Regions from separate parts of the Triticum aestivum genome. Here region 2 is linked to region 1. Evidence: chromatin contacts called from public HiCAR-type data. All regions are on one chromosome and are shown on one strand. The core of a region is the stretch at or near the end of the contact, and the rest is flanking DNA. Distances in the headings are between cores, read along the strand shown.

The links. HiCAR-type assays count read pairs that join an accessible place to other places.
Region 2: a HiCAR-type map of leaf shows a contact between it and region 1, with 5 times the contacts expected there. The contact joins the promoter of LOC123095878 here to the promoter of LOC123095876 in region 1. A contact is called at or near these places in 3 of 5 Hi-C or Micro-C datasets (leaf and an unstated tissue) and 1 of 1 datasets of contacts at active chromatin or transcription factors (leaf).

Annotation. Positions count from the first base shown.
Region 1 is chr4D:23,035,760-23,041,494 of IWGSC CS RefSeq v2.1, forward strand. It overlaps LOC123095876, which reads left to right and starts at 3,008. Exons shown (of 3, transcript XM_044517449.1): 1 at 3,008-3,338; 2 at 3,426-3,577. The coding sequence starts at 3,242. It overlaps LOC123095875, which reads left to right. Exons shown (of 2, transcript XM_044517446.1): 2 at 1-265.
Region 2 is chr4D:23,396,736-23,402,482 of IWGSC CS RefSeq v2.1, forward strand. LOC123095878 (glutamine synthetase cytosolic isozyme 1-3) reads right to left here and starts at 3,398. Exons shown (of 12, transcript XM_044517452.1): 1 at 3,167-3,398; 2 at 2,542-2,581; 3 at 2,295-2,398; 4 at 2,152-2,200; 5 at 1,860-1,966; 6 at 1,651-1,738; 7 at 1,346-1,474; 8 at 1,197-1,271; 9 at 1,052-1,105; 10 at 927-964; 11 at 670-829; 12 at 178-582. The coding sequence starts at 3,240. The coding sequence ends at 412.

The DNA of each region.
Region 1 (5,735 bases), core at 1,758-4,257:
TCTCCAATCAGTCAGTCAGAGTCTTTTGTATATATATGGGTTTAGTTTTGTGTCTTCTTAAGTAGTCCGTAGTTAGGGCATGCTAAAGTTAGTTTATCGCTAGGATGCACGCTGTTAAGTGAAGCACGATGTCTGACAGGGTCTATGTTGTTTAGCTGAAGTGCTTGTGCTCCCTGTAATATCCCTGCATAGTAAATCTATCCAAGGAGATGTTGTTCTGTATTGTTCAATTGCTTTGTTCATGGAGTCAGAATGTTATGCTTTCTCTCCTGCTCGTGCGCTTTAATAATGAATGTAAGGTTGGCACAAAGTGGAAATTGTGGTGCTCAACATACGGTCTGAATTTCCGGACCACATTCTTCATGCCTCTTCCTCAGCAGTTCTTCTCACAGAGATTTGTACCACCTGAAGCAACAAGATTTTGACTATCGGTTCGAGGCACTCTACTTCGGTAATTGTGCGGAGAACTTAGATCAGTACAGGAACTATTCTGTTTATGGTTCTGGAGTCATCATATACTCTTGTAATCTGTATTCACTAGTATAAGATATATCAACGAAGACAATAAGTAGGGTTGATACCCACCACCTGAACCTGGGTAATTTTGTCGTGCATGTTTCCTTCCTTGTTGCGAAGCGTTGTTGGTGAGATCATTGTGTCACCCCTTAATCTACGATTTCCACTAGTATGTGTGGTACGCAAATTGTGCGTAATGACGCTTAGGTTAACTTTTTTCAGTGAAAACTGTCATGATTTTGTTTGTGTCATATCATAATATGAAATCTCACCCTCTTGATATTGCAGCTTTTCCTACAGTTCAAATACATGAGAAATAATGGGAAATTGAAATGTATTGTCGTCTTTTCACTATTTGCTTGGGTGGGTCTCTAACCCTAATTCCTTTCAACGCTTTTGGGCTAATTACTCGTTGAACACTTGTTAAACCATTAACCACTCAAGTCACCTGTCATCAGTGCCAAAACCCAATTAGGGGCTTAGATGTCTTTTTTGGCGGTGCTCACAACTGGGCTTTGAAGATGCCTTACAAATGTCCACGTAGGGGCGTGGAAGACGTGAGGGTGCTGTTTGCGTTGGGGAGAGGATGCATGGCCGCGTCGTTGAAGTCGATGGTTGCCAGGTATGCCTGGTGGGGGGTAGGATTTGAAAAAAAGCTCTTGAATTTGAAAAATTCACAATTTTAAAAAATGTTCATGAATTTGGAATAAGTTCACAAGTTTAAAAAAAGTTCACGAATTTGATAAAATAACATATTTTAAAAAGTTCACGAATTTTAAAAAGTTTATGAATTTGAGAAAAAATCACGAATTTGGAAAGTTCAGGTATTTGAGGAAAAAAGTTCACGAATTTGAAAAAAAATCACAAATTTGAGATGAAAAAATTCACGAAATATAAATGTTCGCATATTTGAGGAAAAAATCACGAATATGATAAAAGTTCAAGAATTTGGAAAAGTTAATGTTTAAGAAAAAACACAATTTTGAAAAAGGACAAATTCATGAAATTTAAAAATTGAAAAAGAAAAAAGAACGAAAATGAAAAAAGTTGGTTACTCCGGTTTGACACAAAAAAGAAGAAGAAAAGAAGTAACTAGGCACAGCAGGTGAGCTGTCCTAGTGGTTACTCCGGTTTGTAACTAAACCAGAGGTTCGGACTGCGAATCTTGCAGTGCGCACACTTTTTAAAGTTTAAAAGAAAAAAGGTAAATGATCCGAGGCCAATATGAGAGGTGCGCCGGTTTGTGGGATACCCTTTAATTGAAGTCGAGGGCGCCAAATAGGAGTTGGGGCCTAGCCTTCGAGTAGACTCTTTCTAGCCTCAGTCACCCGAGAGCAACTAGTTAACGAGCGCTCCTTCGGGAGCCTCACAACGATCAGCGCCCTCAGCCATTCCCCACGTGTCGCGCTCTTTACGCTCCCTTCAGATTTTGTTTTATTTTTATTTTTCCGCACGTGTTTTTGACTTTTTAAACGGTTCTTTTGACGGTTTGGTTTTTCACCGGTCTTTCTTAACTTTTCAAAAAAAAAAATTGCGCGAAAAAACACGTTTTTTCACGAGAATCACGATTTTGCTTTCGTAAGAGGCACGGTTTTGCTTTCGTGAGAGTCATGACCGTGCCACTCGAAAACGGAAAAAACATGTTTTCTATTTTTTCCTTTCGCGAGAGTCACGGTTTTGCTTCCGTGAGAGGCACGGGTGTGCTTTCGCGAGAGTCACAGCCGTGCCTCTCGGAAACGAAAAAAAATATGTTTTCTATTTTTTTCCTTTCACAGGAGTCACGATTTTGCTTCCGCGAGAGGCACGATTGTGCTTTCGCGAGAGTCACGGCCGTGCCTCCTCGGAAATGAAAAAAAAACGCGTTTTCTTGTTTTTCCTTGCGCGAGAGTCACGGTTTTGCTTCCGCGGGAGTCACGGCGTGCCTCTTTCGGAAAGGAAAAAACCCGTACTCCCGGTTCGGTTTTTTCGTCTGTTTTTTTCGTGAACAAAAATTCGTCCAAACCTATCAACATGGGATCTAGTTTTGAAGATCTCGACGCGAGGAATCCAACAGTGAAAGCGGTTTGAGATTTGGACGCACGGTTTGAGAGATAAAACGTTTTGAATAAACAAATCTACGAAAAAAGGAAAAACTCCCAGGTTGCGACAAGTGGCTCGCTGCATGTGCGCCATTTGTCGTAACCTAAAGAGTGGGAGTGATCTTTGCAACGAGTACTCCTCAACTAGTGATTTCGCAATCACCCTCAATTGCTAAACCTAGGCATGGGCTGCCCAACCCAAGCCCAACCAAAAATCCCAGACCTGTGCGAGTTAGCGTCTTGGGCCAGGCTCTTTGTTTGCAGCATAAAACAGATATAGGAGGGCTTGGGCTTCATTTTACCGCCCGAAATTAGCCCGGCCCGGCCCTAGAATTGCATTTTCGCTGGACTGTGAGGCATCCGTGGGCTTTCTCTGTGCGACTGGAAGGCCCACCGATTAACCCTATAGCCATCCTCCTCTTCCCGTCTTCGCGTGCGGCGGCGCTCCCCATCCCACCACGTCTCTCCTCCGCGCGGTACCACCGCCCCTCTGCTCCGGCAGTGACTCAACTGGACGGCCGCCGCCTCCCCTGCGTTGACAGCGCCTCCCTCCTGTGTGCGTGAAGCCGCCTAGGCCGACGTCTCCCTGCGTGCGTGGCATCGTCCAGGCCGGCGTCTCCCTCCCGCGCGTGGCGTCCCGGGGGGCCATGGCCTTCGCGTGCGCATGCCATGTGCGCCGCCTCCTCCTCCTCCACCCCGGCGCCGGAGCTCCGGCGAGATCCTTCTACGCCCAGCCCTACCAAGGTACAGTCACTTTCCTCCTGATCCGTGAACTCCGCGGTTCTTCCGCCGTTCGTTGTGGTGAAATGGATTAGGAATTCCTTTGCGCAGCCAAGGTGGGCGTGGTGGAGTTCTTGAACGGCGTCGGGAAGGGGGTGGAGACGCACGCCGCCAAGTTGGAGGAGGCTGTAGGCGGCGATCTCCAGAGGCTGCTCGAGACCCGCACGCTCCGGCTCAAGAAGCTCGGCGTCCCCTGCAAGCATGTACGTGCCCTCCCTGTTCCAGACATTCCTTTGATTTAGTTATTTCTTTGTAGTTCCGCTGAAGGCTTGATGTGGTTTCTGGCTATGTTTTCGGGCATTTCGTTGTGTAAATGTAGAGTCTGGTTAGGTTTTGTTCTCCAATGTTGTGATGCTTGGAAAAGAGTCATTTGGTTAGTTTGTGTGTACTAGAACACAAAGGCGCCTGTTGCTGCGTCCATCCATCTTGATGAAGGAATTTCAGAAAGTCTGGGATGAAAAAAGCAAGAAAATTTAAAAAGCTGCGGTATATACGGGGTGTATTTGTTCAAAACCTCTCGATTTTCCCAATGTTTTAGGTATAGGACTGCATATCCTGGAAGAACCAATTAAGATGTTTAATAGGGCTGCATATCCTGGAAAATGATTGATTCAAACATGACCCTACAGAAACATAATAATTGAAGGAAATGCATAAGTAAACTAAACGAAATTAATCTGAATATCATATTCAGCTTTAGATACTTAGCATTTACTAAATCAGACATCTAATAGAAACATCCCAGCTCTACTACAGATCAAGTTCATCTCGTCTAAAGATCAACTTGTTGACATCTTTACCAAGCCGCTGCCACTTTCCTTGCTTGAAGTCTGTCGACGCAATCTCAACCTTCTTGACACTGGTTAAGATTGAGGGAGGGTGTTAGAATCCATGTTGTATACGTCTTAGGATTTTAACATACCGTACATACCTTGTATTTGTACTAATCCTTTGTGATATATAAAGAGAAGCACTGCAGCCCTTTGAGGCGTGCGATCCCAATCTATCTCTCGTACAACCACAGCTTACAAGGGGTGTTTGGTATTTTTCCTCTCCTGTTGCAACAAGCACGTTCTTTTGCTAATGCCATGTTAAAATAAAAGATGTGAACCTATTGGGGTCTTGAGTCATTGTTATTGGATTAGGGGCGTGTGGAATTTTTTCTCCCGCTGCAACTCACGGGTTCTTTTGCTCCTACCAAAGGGAGAAGATTACTGAAATTTTTTGTCTTCTCCGCTTTCTAAAATATTTAGGGAACGGGCTTACTCAGAAGTACCATAAATATTTAGGCCGATTTATGCCGATAAATCTAGGGTCCCCAGGTCAAAATTCTTTCCAATCAAGTACAAGTTCAAAATTGATTTTTTCGGGGCTACGATTCATAGTTTTTGAATCTATTTAGTTTCTCCGAATCAGGAGGCTTTACATACAAAACCAATAACATGGTAACATTAAGCTTCTCTTTCTTATTCTTATTTATATAATTTGTGCTACTTTCACATGAAGTGAAAGGGACGCTATTCAAAAGAGCCTTTCTACATTTGTGCCCTGCTAAAAGCTATCACACCACATTGTGCAGAGACAATCGACAAAAGACGAGCAATTGCCCTTGGCAGACCCCATGGCTGCTGCCTCTGCACCATCTTGCACTCGATCCTTTGGCCTTCTGCCTGGATCCATGGATGACTGAACAAGAGGCGGGTTCAAAATGGCAGGGACTTCAATTCGTGGAACACGCAGAGTGGGGGCGCATCCTCGGGTTGAGTCTGATCCCCCGCTGGATCTGGTAGAACTCGTGGTGCGTCTGCGGGTTGAGCCTGATCCTGTGCAGGATTTGGTAAAACTTTCTCTCTGTCATGTAATAAAACAGTTTCAAAAAGAAATCCATGGGTAAACAAAAAACAACGAACAAGAAAATACAATTCGTTGTGGGAACGTTTTAGACGATGAATTATCCCCCTATTAAGAAACCAAAGTAATAATAATGATACGAAAATCAAAAGGAGAAGGAAAGGCAATTCTAGGCTGATGGGACAATGAAAAAAGAATTTTCCCGAAAAAAGGATGGGACCTTTTATTGAAGGTTGGAAAGTTTTATTCGTATTCAACACATTCTTTGTCAACGCTTCCATTTCCGACGTCGATCCGAACCTTCGGAGGCAGCTTCTCGACGTCGGAAATGGAAGAATTGAGGAAGAATGTGTCGAATACGAATGGAACTTTCCAACCTTCGATATGGAACTTTCCAACCTTCGATAAAAAGTCCCATCTTTTATTTGGGAAATGCTTTTTTCATTTTCCCATCGACCTAGGATTGCCTTTCCTTCTCCTTCTGTTTTTTGTATGCTTATTATTACTTTG
Region 2 (5,747 bases), core at 2,148-4,647, 360 kb after region 1:
GCTACTCCATCGAAATTTAGGAGTAAACCAAATGATTTCTTCAGTTTATCCTTCGCAATGCGACATTGCAACGACAACAGTTTTGAGTTTCTTTTCTTTTTTGTTGAATTACCCTATGGCAACGATTGACGCAGAGGTAGGGGGTGATTGATGAGACTCTTTCCCGGCCAAACCTAGTGCCATGAACATAACCCACGCTTATATAACACGAGATGTTTGCAGACCACAAACAAGTTCAGGACGAGGAACATACATCCAGCTAGGACAAGCACATTACATGTTATTGCTTTATCATCATTATTCAAACCCTGCCAGTCTTGTCACTGCAATGCAGATCACACAGACACACACACACACACACATGCGCAACCACGGGCACTCACACAGATAACAGAACCCATCAAAGCCACTCTACTTGCCATTGGAGAGACCGGCCTTGCTGAGGATGGTGGTCTCGGCGATCATGGAGGTGACGACGTAGGGATCCATGTTGGATGCCGGCCTCCGGTCCTCGAAGTAGCCCTTGCCTTCCTTCTCGGTGTCGCGGCCCACCCGCACCGACGCGCCGCGGTTCGCCACGCCCTGGAAAACAAACAAGGCAGTCAGTCAGTGCGTGAGTGACTCTGGAGTCTGAAGCTGTTGGGCTTCTAGGCCTTCAGTCTTGCTTACCCATACGAAGGTGTTGATGTCGGCGGTCTCGTGGCGGCCGGTGAGCCGGCGCTCGTTGCCCTCCCCGTAGGCGGCGATGTGCTCCATGTGCCGCGCCTCCAGCTTCTGGATCGCCTTCTTGATCACCTCGTACCCACCCTCGCTCCTCATCGACTTGGTGCTGCATCCAGAAAACCACAGCAGGAACATGTCATAACTCATAACACAAGACTAGACTAGACGGCGATGCATTCGTTCGCTTGCTCGTTATATCTTACCTGTAGTTTGTGTGGGCACCAGCACCATTCCACTCTCCCTGCAATCACACACATGTAAGAAATGACTAGCTGGTCAGTGCAGATCAAGGTACACTTCTGGCACAAAAAGAAGAAGAAATGCTCACCGGGATCGGTTTGGGGTCGAAGGAGACGACGACACCGGCAATCTCAGTGATCCTCTGTTGGGTTACACAAAGCAAAAAATGTTCTTATCAGCAAAAGCTGCATTTGATTTGATTCATTCAGCTAGGTGAGGCAGTTTATATTTACCTCCAGGATGTAGCGAGCCGCCCAGAGCTCGTCGCCGGCCGAGATGCCGACGGAAGGGCCGACTTGGAACTCCCACTGGTTCAGACAGAAATCAGGCCATGAACAATTTTGATAGGAAAAGGGGAAGGTATTTCTGCGCCTGAAACTACCTGTCCTGGCATGACTTCTGCATTGATGCCGCCGATGTTGATGCCGGCGTAGAGGCAGGCCTTGTAGTGCGCGTCGACGATGTCGCGCCCGTAAGATTTCTCCGCACCCGCGGCGCAGTAGTAAGGTCCCTGTCACACACATTTTGCTCTGTCAGTGTCACCATCAGCCCAGCATTTTTGAACTGTTATCAGTTAGTGCTAAGCTAACATCATTTACAGCCAAGTTTCCTCCCTTACTTAGTGGAGTGATCTTGGCTAAGACTTAATAAGAGTGCTGCAATATGCAACATGTCTAGTTAAGTTACCTGAGGACCAGGGTAACCCCCTAGTGGCCAGCCAATGGGCCAGTTGGTGTCCTTCTGAAGAAGGGTGTACTCTTGCTCAATCCCATACCTTACATTTCAGGCAACACAAGAGGGGCGCACAAGATTAATTGCCACCTAAATTAAATTATGTGCAAAAATCAAAGTAGTCGACTAATTTCTATAGGAGAGAGCAGCTGATATATACTGACCATGGTTCTTCAGCCTTGACATCAGGATGGCCGAATATCCTCGCCGCGTTGTACCGCTTGTTGCTCGGAATCGGCTCTCCGTTAGGCGCATAGCAGTCACAGATGACCTACACAAGGTTAAAAATCATGTTAAAAAAATCTGGTATTCATGAACAAATTTGAGAAATCATTTACACAAATAAACAACAATACAAAGATCCATGCCAGATGCCACAACAATACAAAAATTACTGTAGGTGGAACAACAATCTGGTATTCATGAAAAAAGAAAGAGGAGGATCTTTGATCTTACCAGGATGTTGTTCCCCCTCCTGAATGGGTCCTTGAAGATGGCTTGAGGGCTTGGCAGGAGCAACACATGAAATTCAGATTAGCTCAGCCTCATGGCACGCAAGCCAAGGCATGGTTAACTGAAGGGTGCAGTCAAGGGCTTACCAGAGGATGACTTCGCTGTCGTCACCCGTGGCTTGGCCGGTGCTGGAGCCGTCAAAATTCCATTTTGGAAGCTTGCTGGGGTCCTCCACGGGCCCGGGCAGCGTCTGATTGTGAATATCCAAGGCGTCAAAAAGGGTCACAAGAAGTGTTAGGAACATATCATACTTGCAGTGCCGTCACAGTCACAGCTAGACAAAACGGAGTCGGCCGGCAAAGCTACGAGTCATTGAGGGTTAGGCAGGCTTACCCTGGCTTTGCTCCTGACGTCCATCCCTGTGCCGCCGACCCTGGATTAGGCAAGATTTATATGGAAGTAGGTTAGTAATAAGGCCTAAAAGTACGATGCCGATTTTCCCATTTTGTTGACTTATAATGTACTAGAATGAGGCGAATACAAATCATGATGAGCGGCAACGCATAGCTAAGATGCACAGGGTCAACGGTCTGCCAAAGAAAAAATAAAAAATAAAAAAAACATCATATTGGCAACAGATCAAGGCGTAAAAAACAAGAAGAAAAGGGTTTTTTACTGGACTCAAATTTGAGAAACGCACTAGTACGTTTCGCAAAAAAAAGAAGAGAAACACACTAGTATATATTCATGTAAACTTTTTTTTTTCGATGATATATTCCAGTAAACTAAACTAGAAAGGAACGTCAGATGGGATTTATGGGGAGGAAAAAAAATATCTGTGGCCTGCCTGCCTGACTTGGAAAAAACAAGAAGAGAAGGGTTTTTACTGGACTAAAAATTGAGATTACAAGAACCAGCAAGAATGGATGAAGTGGATTATTTTGTTCGGAAGGAAGGTGAGATGGGAGTTGGGACAGTGCTGAGGAAGAGGGAGGATGAGGAAGCAGAGCGGTCTTACCATATGTACTCGGCGATGATCTTGCCGGTGCAGCCGGACAGGTCGAGGCTGAGAAGGTCGGCGAGCGGAGACATGGCTACCTCTTCTTCTTCTTCCCGGAGCCGGAGATGGAGATGGAGAGGGCAGAGCAAGGGAAGGGAGAGGTGTTCTTGGAAATGCGGGGCAGAGGAGTCGGGTCGAGTGTGTCGCCGTAGCTGGCTCTGCCCCTCTATAAGTAGCGTGGCGACGGGGAGGAGGCCCCGAAAGGTTGGTGGGCTTTGCGGGCGGGGGGAAACGGAAACGGATCCGGGGCGGCTGGTACGTACGGCTGTCCTTGCGTGCGTACGTTTCCGCGGCCTGCGCGCACGGAACACCTTTTCTACTGTACACGGGACGCCATGCGTACGGACAACCGCGCTTCGCTGATCCGCACACCACCACCAGCTCTTCTGTTGTGCGAGTTTACTTAATTAAAAAGTGTCATTCGCTCGGTCGGGGAAGGAGAAATTGGCTATGGCTACGGGTCCTTTGCTTATGCATGAAAAGTGGTGAAGGGCAAATTCACGTTCTCTTGTCCCGGCGTCCGATCCGTGCGAATCCCAGTGGACTGACTGACCTGACGGATCTTCCCGATCGGTCAAAGTTAGATGGTGTCGTGAGTGAGACGTGAGTGGCACCTGCAGGATGTGTAGGAAAGTGACTACTGTGCTACTCAGTGACCATCGCAGTAGCAAACCTGACCATGACTTCGAGGCATATGGTTTCGGACATGAGTAGCTATACTTTTGTGCCTGTCGTGTCATTCCTCTCGTGCCATCGTTACCTCGTGGACGACAAAATACATTCACCTAACGAGTCCGTGATGATATGGACAGCCAACTCTAGCATACCCTTAGGGCATCTCCAACGCCCTTCATCATCAAAACGTCGCCAAAAGTCTAGGATCCGGATATTTTGTGTCATTCAATGTCATATATCAAAGGTTTGTGAATCGGTTTGACCGCCTGAATTCCCATAAACCGGAAGCATACATGAGGAGGTTTGCGGACCTCCGGATAGCCACCACGTAGGCATCTGACACACTCCGCCCACACAAAAACCCACCTAGAGCCCCGCTTTTCTCTCTTCGACCCCCTGCCCTTGCTCTGACCGCCACCTAGTCTGACCGCCACCGTCGCTGTAACACCCACTCCGCCCCGTAGGCCTTGCCAAACCTCCGCCGCTCCGCCCGGGTGCCAATCCCGACTTACCTACGCCCCCACTGGTTTGGCCACCGCCCAGGTAACGTCCGCCTCCGCACATTGTTGTCCATGATGGACACCACGCCCAGCAAGTGTTCGGCTAAATGTCATGACCAAATTTACTTCGACGTCGAGTTCATGGATTCATCCTCGTCGCATGAGGACGAATTTGAGGATGAAAAATCGATGATTCAAGCGGTAATTGAAGATGTGGAACGTGCGGTGGAACATGTCCCTAATTTCAAGGCATCGATCAAGGGACATCGAGTGTTGAATCGGCATAGGGCACGAGGGAATATGATGCTGATGGACGACTATTTTGTCCCCGACGAGCTATTCGAGTCCTTTTTGCGTCGTCGATTTCCGATGAGTTGAACTGTGTTCAACTGCCTCTACAACGATATCCATGCCTATGATGACTACTTCATGTTGAAGAAGGATGTCGTTGGGAACAAGGGATTCTCTGGTTACTAGAAGTGCACATATGCATTGAGGATGCTTGCTGGTGGCATCGCAGATTTGTGGGACGAGTACATCTGAATGTCCGAACCACATGTCTCGAAGCCATGGTCAGGTTTGCTACTGCGGTAGTCAAGGTGTTCGGACTGGAATACTTCAGAGAACCAACTACCGAAGACACCGCACGGATTATGGGACCGTTGAAACAAGAGGATGGTCAGGTATGCTTTGATCCCTGGATTGCATGCGCGACAATGGAAGAATCGCCCATATTCTCTACAAGGGCAATGTCATGGCCATTGCAATAAGTACACGTCATTCTTGAAGTAGTTGCATGACAAGACATCTCGATTTGACACTATTTCTTTGAAATGCCTGGGTCTCAAAATGACATCAATGTGTTGGAGCGGTCTCCATTGTTTGCAAAGGTTGTGTGTGTGGGAGAAGCTGCTCTGTGCAACTATACCATCAATGGTCCTGACTACAACATGGGCTATTATCTTTGTGATGGTATTTATCCTTCGCGAGCAACCTTCGTCAAGACCATCTTTGATCCAAGGGGTGAGAACAGATCTAACTTCTCCCAAAGACAATAAGGAGCTAGAGAGGATGTCGAGAGGGCATTTGGAGTGCCCTAGGTTTTTTTTGCAGTTGTCCGAGGACCCGCAAAAATATTGGATGCAGGAACGCTATGGGAGATGATGACACATTGTGTGATCATGCACAACATGGTTGTGGAGGATGAGGGTGACAAAGTTCGCCACGGTATGGAATTTGAGCCCATTGGTGATCCTATCCAACTTCCACAGCAGAATCTGAATCCGACGACGTTTGAGGACTTTACATGAATCAACAGATTTGCAATTGAGCAACTCATGAGCATCTTCAGAAGGATCTGATTG